Regions from separate parts of the Gossypium hirsutum genome. Here region 2 is linked to region 1. The links are chromatin contacts, called in public Hi-C maps. All regions are on one chromosome and are shown on one strand. Each heading gives the region's core, a stretch centred on a gene start, on an enhancer-like site or on the middle of the called end of the contact. The rest is flanking DNA. Distances are from core to core; before and after follow the strand shown. Region 1 holds the start of LOC107892188 (glyceraldehyde-3-phosphate dehydrogenase 2, cytosolic). Region 2 holds the start of LOC107892184.

Region 1 (3,433 bases), core at 822-3,321:
GGAAAGGTTCCATTGGATCCACAGCTTTGCAAGGCAGCTGAAGAAGGCAAATCTTGTTTTTCTGAACAGAAGTGCAGTATTAGCGCTCCTGCATTGAAGATTATTGTTGAGAAGCTGATGGCAAAGTATTGGTGTAAAGAAATGTCTGTGGAACAGTAGCCCAGGGTGAACTAATGTTCAGCTGTACTTGGAGATCTTTGTGTAATAGAAGTTTGTTTGCATGTCATGTAATATTCATATAATTATTCCTTATTTTCTGGAATTTTCTGTGAGGTACAATACTTGAGTTATAGAAGCTCAGTACCCTACAGTCTGGACACCGAAACTTTACAAATTAGAACTGTAATTTTTTTTGGTAATTCTGAACTTTGTTTTTGTAATGTTTGCTTAATGGGATCACTCAGCCCTTAGAACAGATCTCCTGGTGCTCACCAGGATGCATTCATACACAACTGTCCTTTTAAGTTTATAGAGAGTTGGGTCGGTGTCAATACCCTTTGCAGGTGCTTTGTGGATTCTTGTGTAAAATGATTTTATGCTCTTACTTTGATGTGAAAAGCTTCGCCATTTGGTATGCAGCAGGTTACCGGTCAACAGCTAAACCAGATCAGGCATTAGATCATGGAGGTGACATTCCGGTCATTACTGTCACTAAGGTTTCTTCTTCCTCTCATTTTTGCTTTTATTCTTGGAACTTGATCAAGGGTACTGGGGGTACAACTAACGAAGCAGTTGTCTTTGCCTAGGTGATGAACTAAACAAGTGTTTGGTTAGAGGATGAGGACATCCTTTTAGGAAATCATGCTCTCCGTCTCGATAAGGGTATTTAACGTCCTTAACTTGCATTTCATATAATGAAATTGCAAAATTGTTCATCAGAAGCTGTCGTACAAATCCTTGTGTTTGTTGGCAGGGAATGAATTGTGCCTTCAAACTGAAGTTGAGTGCAAAACTATTGGCACTGTGGTTGTACACAGAAGATGGTCTCCATGCCTTGACTTGACAGGGTTAAGAGAGAGACAAACACAGATGCATCACATGTTAAAGCAAATGAAAGTAACGCATACCTCAAGCATGGTTAATCAATTGATTTCAAAGACGAAAGTTTTAACAAAAGAAAAGAAAACAAAGATGAAAGTTTTAACCAGAAGTAGAAAAAAAAGAGAATTAGGATAGTCACAAAGTAGAGGCGAGGCGAATGTTCTTGAAGAAATTCAAGATATAACTAATTAGGGAACTCAAAAAGAGATTTAGGTACTTGAAAATAAAAACGAAAACTATTAAAGATTTCGATGAATTATGTCAATACGATAAAATATAGAATCAAAATGAAAAAATTACAGACAACATTTATATATATAATGTTACTATTGAAATGATAAAAATAAATGAGGATTTTGAACATAAATAAAGCAATTGATTTGAGTCCTTGAATAGTTTTGAAGTTTCTTGTTAATTCCTTTATTTTGTCATCTTGGCTCTGTATTTTTGGGCATTCTTTTTAGGTATTTTTGGAAAGAATTTCTTTGCTTGTATGTGAGGTTACTTTTAGAAGAGTGATATGTAACAATTGGAGCCATTGTTAGGGTTGTTAGATCTGGTGCTCTGGGTGTAATATATTCATTTGTAAACTTATAATTTTTACGAATAGATTAGTTAATAAAATAAATTCATAAATTACATTAATATACTTTGTATAATTGTCATCATATAATTTTTGCACGTAAAACAAAATAAAAAAAATATTATCTTATTGGTTGTCTAATGTTTAAACTAATATTAAGCGATATTATGTGGTCGGATCGTAATACAAAAAGACAACTTATCTTAGTAAATGAACCTAAATATGTTATTAGTCTAATAAAAATTGAATAAACCGATTTAAAGACTAATATGCCGTCTATAAAACTCAATTAAAGAAATATTTTGTCTTGAGTATTAAAACAGATAACTCCTAGAAGATATAATCATTTGTGACTGACTAGATTAATAATAAATCGGATAAACTCAAGAAGAATAAATCTTTAATACATTTATAGTTTTATTCACTCTGCACTGTCCTCTTTGATTTTACGTTTTTACCCTTGCTTCTTCTTCTTCTCATCATCCTCCAAAGAACACGTGAACAACGACCCCACTTTCCTCGTGAGAATCTCCGTCATTTTCCCTTTTCTATCATTCTGTCACCAATACTTCCTCTCATATATAAACAAACCCCCTTTTTACTCATTTTTTCCTCTCAATTCTCACTTCCTTTACCTCCGTTCTTTTGCCGTCGTATTTTTTTTCCAGAGATTTGTTCTTTTCGCTTCTTTCGTTATGGGGAAGATCAAGATCGGAATCAACGGTACTCTTATTATTATTATTATTATTATTATTATTATGGATCTGATTTTCTTTTTCTGTTTGGTGAAGGATTTGGAAGGATCGGGCGTTTGGTTGCCAGAGTTGCTCTCCAAAGTGAAGATGTTGAGCTCGTTGCTGTTAACGATCCTTTCATCACCACCGATTACATGGTCCGTACACTGTATTTTCCTTCCTATTTCTCACTTATTTACTAGGTTTTGGCATTAGTCTCCGTGCATGTTTGTGTTATATTGGTTTTAGTTTTAAGAAAGCTGATCTGATCTTCTCTGCTCTGAGATGAGTGCTGATCTGAATTTCTTTCTTTCTTTTTTTCTTGTGATATGGTTCTTGAACTTTTAGTGTTACCTAACAGAGCATGATGAAATAGTTTAAATTTCAACTGGTAAACTGATGTATTTCATGTTCGATCTTTAAGAGATTTATTATAAACTTACTGGTTCTGATTGGGTGTTTTTTAGTGAGCGAATCTTGTGTCTAATTTGAAAAGAAAGGATGAAAAATGAAGAACCGTTTTAATCAGTTTTTTTAACGATTTAATTATTGATGTGATTTGATAATTGTATTTGTACAGACCTACATGTTTAAGTATGACAGTGTTCACGGTCAATGGAAGCACCATGAGCTTAAGGTGAAGGACTCAAAAACCCTTCTCTTTGGTGAAAAGCCTGTCACTGTTTTCGGCATCAGGTGATATCATGTGTTTCTTTTCAAAATGGGTTGTTGTAATTGACTTGAGGAACATGGTGAGTTTTTCCATTTAGGAGCTATTGTATTGATTGGCTTTTGATTTATGCCAGAAACCCTGAAGAAATCCCTTGGGGTGAGACTGGAGCTGATTATGTCGTTGAGTCTACTGGTGTTTTCACTGACAAGGACAAAGCTGCTGCCCATTTGAAGGTTTGTGATAATAATTTGATCCTATGTTTATTTTATGGTACCAGCTGAGTTCTCTTTTTTGGAGTTAAGGCCCCCAAAAGTTGTGTGTTTGGAACTTGATTTTCTTCTTCTTATCTTCGTGTATGGTATTCTCATCTGATCTATGCTTTTTCACTTTTTAGGGTGGTGC
Region 2 (3,446 bases), core at 662-3,161, 250 kb after region 1:
GTAGAGACAAAAAAGTATGGAAATTTTCAAATGACAGAGAATACTCAGTTCTATCAGGCTACCAAGTCTTTATAAATGATTCAAAATAATTTTCTAATCAGTCATTTCATTGCAACTGGACCAAGTCTGATTGGAAAAGTTTATGGAAACTCAAAGTCCCCTATAAGATTATGTTATTTTTTATAAAATATTTGTGTTAAAGGATTACCTTGTCGAGAGGATATAGGTAAGAGAATCAGTGGGGTGGATACAATTTGCATTGAGCAATATGGTTTTGGTCGAATTTAGGAGTAATAACACGACTTTGGAGAAAATGATGTAGGTTGTCTAGTGCTAGAAAGGATTATAAGAGATAACAATAGAAATTTATATTTGATATCAGAATGGCGGAGTATTAGAATCTATAGCATGATTAGCATCTTATGGTGCATTTGGTTGCAAACAAATGAGTGTGTTTTTCAGGGAATTAGAGCAAAGGTAGAACAAACAATCTATAGAGTAAAGGAATTAAGTATCAATTGGAGTGGTGTTTTACTTCTTATAATATCGAAGAAAGAAGAAGAACATTTTCAGAGAAAGGGGTTTATTAATGTCAATGAAACCAAGATTATGAACAATTGCATTGGGCTTGTTGCTAGGAAAGGAGGTAGGCCTGGTATGAGTGTTGCATGTTCGCTTGTGGATAGGAACTAACAACTTCTATTTTCGTTTAGTAAAATAGTAGAGTATGAAGACATGCGACAAACAACATTGTATGAGGTTCGTGAAACATTAATTCTGGCAAAACAAAGAGGTTGGATAGTGGGTTTTCTAATGAATAATGGCAAAGCAATACAAGAAATCCTAGAATGTACAACTTTTTCTCCTAATTGGAAAATGACACCTCTAATTGAGGACATTAAGAAGCTCAGTAATGCCCACATAACTAAAGAAAGTGTGGGATCGACAGCACATGCATTTAGGGTAGTAACAAGATGGGCATCGTTCGCTTCAAATATCAAGATTAGTTTGGTTTTTCCTTTGTATGATTAATGCTTGATTCGCTATAAAAAAAAATCATGAATCTCATAATTTGTATGTATTTTTCTAGATATATCAAAATATAAAATGACATAAACACCCTCAAAATAATCTTTATTATTTTGTAAAAGGAATAAGTTTTTGGTAATTTTACAATTGAGTTGAGTTGGACATAAATACTATTAAAATAATATTTGTTACTCTGTAAAAGGAATAAATTTTTGGTAATTTTACAATTGAGTTGGGACAGATATAAACATCCTCAAAATAATATTTATTGTTTTATAAATAAAATAAACTTTCAATAATATCATAACTGAATTAAAGTCCGAATGGTAGGTGATAAACTCAATCAAACTTTTAATAATATATATATTACTTTAATATATTATAGTTAACCACCCACTTTCCCTAATCCTACACCATATTTTTCACTTTCGATTATTTTGTTATTGTAAAAACTAAACATCACTCCTTTGTATGAGATATAAAAAAAATTATAATCCACATAATGGGTGAAACGTAATTCTACCATAAACTTAACTTCTCAATTCCACTCAACCACAAGAGTTAACAATAGATATTTCAACTTCAACTTCATTTTTATTTCTTCTTAACTTAAAAGAATAAATTTCACATGCTTTTCCTTCGTAATAAAATCTACATAACCTAAAACTCATAACTAAAGTTACTGAATATCAATTTAATTTGAAACTTAATAAAGTATTAGTTATATTAATAAGTGATGATTGAGTCCAAATCATTTTTGGACTCTATTTATATTTATTCCATCTTAAATATTGTTATTTATTTGTAATTATAATTTACTTTATAAAAAAAATCTTACTTAAAAATTAAATTTAAAATATAAAAATTGATAGTAATTATTTGAACCAAAAAAAGAATTAAAAAATAAAAATAAAAACTACAATATTGTTTTGTTCAGTAGGGTTGGGAAAATATCAAGGTTGGCAATCACACGCTCCAGTGCAGAAAAGTGCAAGTGACGGTCAACTGAACTGTCTCTTTCATAACAAATAAAACTATTACACGTGTTGCATAATCAGGAACCTACCTAATGCATTTTTTAGAAAAACCAAAAAAATCAAAAAGGCGGAAAAAAAAATTAAAAGCCCACTCCACTTCAAACAGAATATTTATGCCGTCCCCCGAGGTACGGCCACGTGTATCCGTCTTTTACGCACTTCTCGACACGTCCTTATTTTTGGTTGGCTAACAGGATGGGCCAATCACAGGCTTCGAACACGCCAAAACAGGTAACTTTATTTTTTTGCTACGGCCCCATTGGGTTTCGGCCAATCAAATCTCGGAACTGTTTCAAGTTTCGCAGTAGGACACGCGTACTCCTCTGATCTTGGACACGATTGCTGCCGCTATGATTATCGCTTCACCTCCGGTAAAGCCTTTGCCCTTAGATGAAAAAAAGAAAAAAAGAAAAAAAAAGAATAGAAAGATAAAATAAAATCCGAAGATAAGATAAAACAAAGAGAGAGAAAGAGAGAGAAGGGTTTGTTAGGTTTTTTTAATTTTTTTGGAAGGAGGAATGGAGGGCGGAGATCAATGGAGGATGCTAAAATGCGCTGGGGGTGTACAAGATAAGACGATAATCAACCGGATAATGCTCAGATTCAGGCCGATTGCTCCAAAACCGGTGACCGGAGACTCAGCTTCCGGTGAGTCGACGTTTGGTAACAAGAACTCGGGTGTTACAAGCATGAGAGTGAAGAGAAAATACGTTAGGGTTTGTGAGAAGAATAATAGGAGAAGAAGAGCCTTGGATGAAGCTAAAGACGATAAGGATGGAAATAAGGGTTCCGTAACTCTGCAGTTGATGCCTGAGAGAGCTGATCTAGAGAAATCAGCGGTTGTTGATAGCTCAGGGGCGGGTGATCATGATCTCGATCGGACGGTTGGTGATGATTATCATCAATCTCATGAGGACCCGCCGCCGCTGTGCTTGAAGTTGCAGAAGATGGTTGCAACAGATCAAGAAGTGGCGGCGGCGGTGATGGGGTTGTCGGATCAGGCGACGGGGAGGAAAGTGAGTGTTGTGGAGTCATGGGTGACGGTGGAGAGCATAACAGACAGCTGCATGGATGAAGGAGACATGGGGAGCTGTACGGACGTGGATAGAATGAGTAATCTGGATAAGGACACGTATCCAGGGTTCATATCGGACGGTTGGCACCGTGTTTTGTGGGTGAACGAGGCGTTCAAGAGCATGGTGGGCGGAGAAGGGGCTGAAACCGCGTTGGGGTTGGTGGTGAAAGAAGGGTTTAAATTCCCACAGGGTGCATTCTCATGCCGGGTAGGGTTACGGTACGGAGATGGAAAGGGAAAGAAAAAGCAATCGAAAATGGTTCCTTGCGATGTGTGGAAGATGAGCTTTGGTGGATTTGCATGGA

Evidence for each region. Hi-C and Micro-C count contacts between places; a contact is called where the count stands out from the background.
Region 2: a contact with region 1 is called in a Hi-C map of leaf, with 2.8 times the contacts expected there. The contact joins the promoter of LOC107892184 here to the promoter of LOC107892188 in region 1. A contact is called at or near these places in 8 of 34 Hi-C or Micro-C datasets (callus, hypocotyl and leaf).

The regions. Positions count from the first base shown.
Region 1 is chrD09:11,378,260-11,381,692 of Gossypium_hirsutum_v2.1, forward strand. LOC107892188 (glyceraldehyde-3-phosphate dehydrogenase 2, cytosolic) reads left to right here and starts at 2,072. Exons shown (of 11, transcript XM_016817201.2): 1 at 2,072-2,347; 2 at 2,416-2,516; 3 at 2,939-3,054; 4 at 3,165-3,264; 5 at 3,426-3,433. The coding sequence starts at 2,320. LOC107892192 (cytosolic Fe-S cluster assembly factor NBP35) reads left to right here. Exons shown (of 3, transcript XM_016817205.2): 3 at 1-415. The coding sequence ends at 159.
Region 2 is chrD09:11,626,620-11,630,065 of Gossypium_hirsutum_v2.1, forward strand. LOC107892184 reads left to right here and starts at 1,912. Exons shown (of 4, transcript XR_005918674.1): 1 at 1,912-3,446.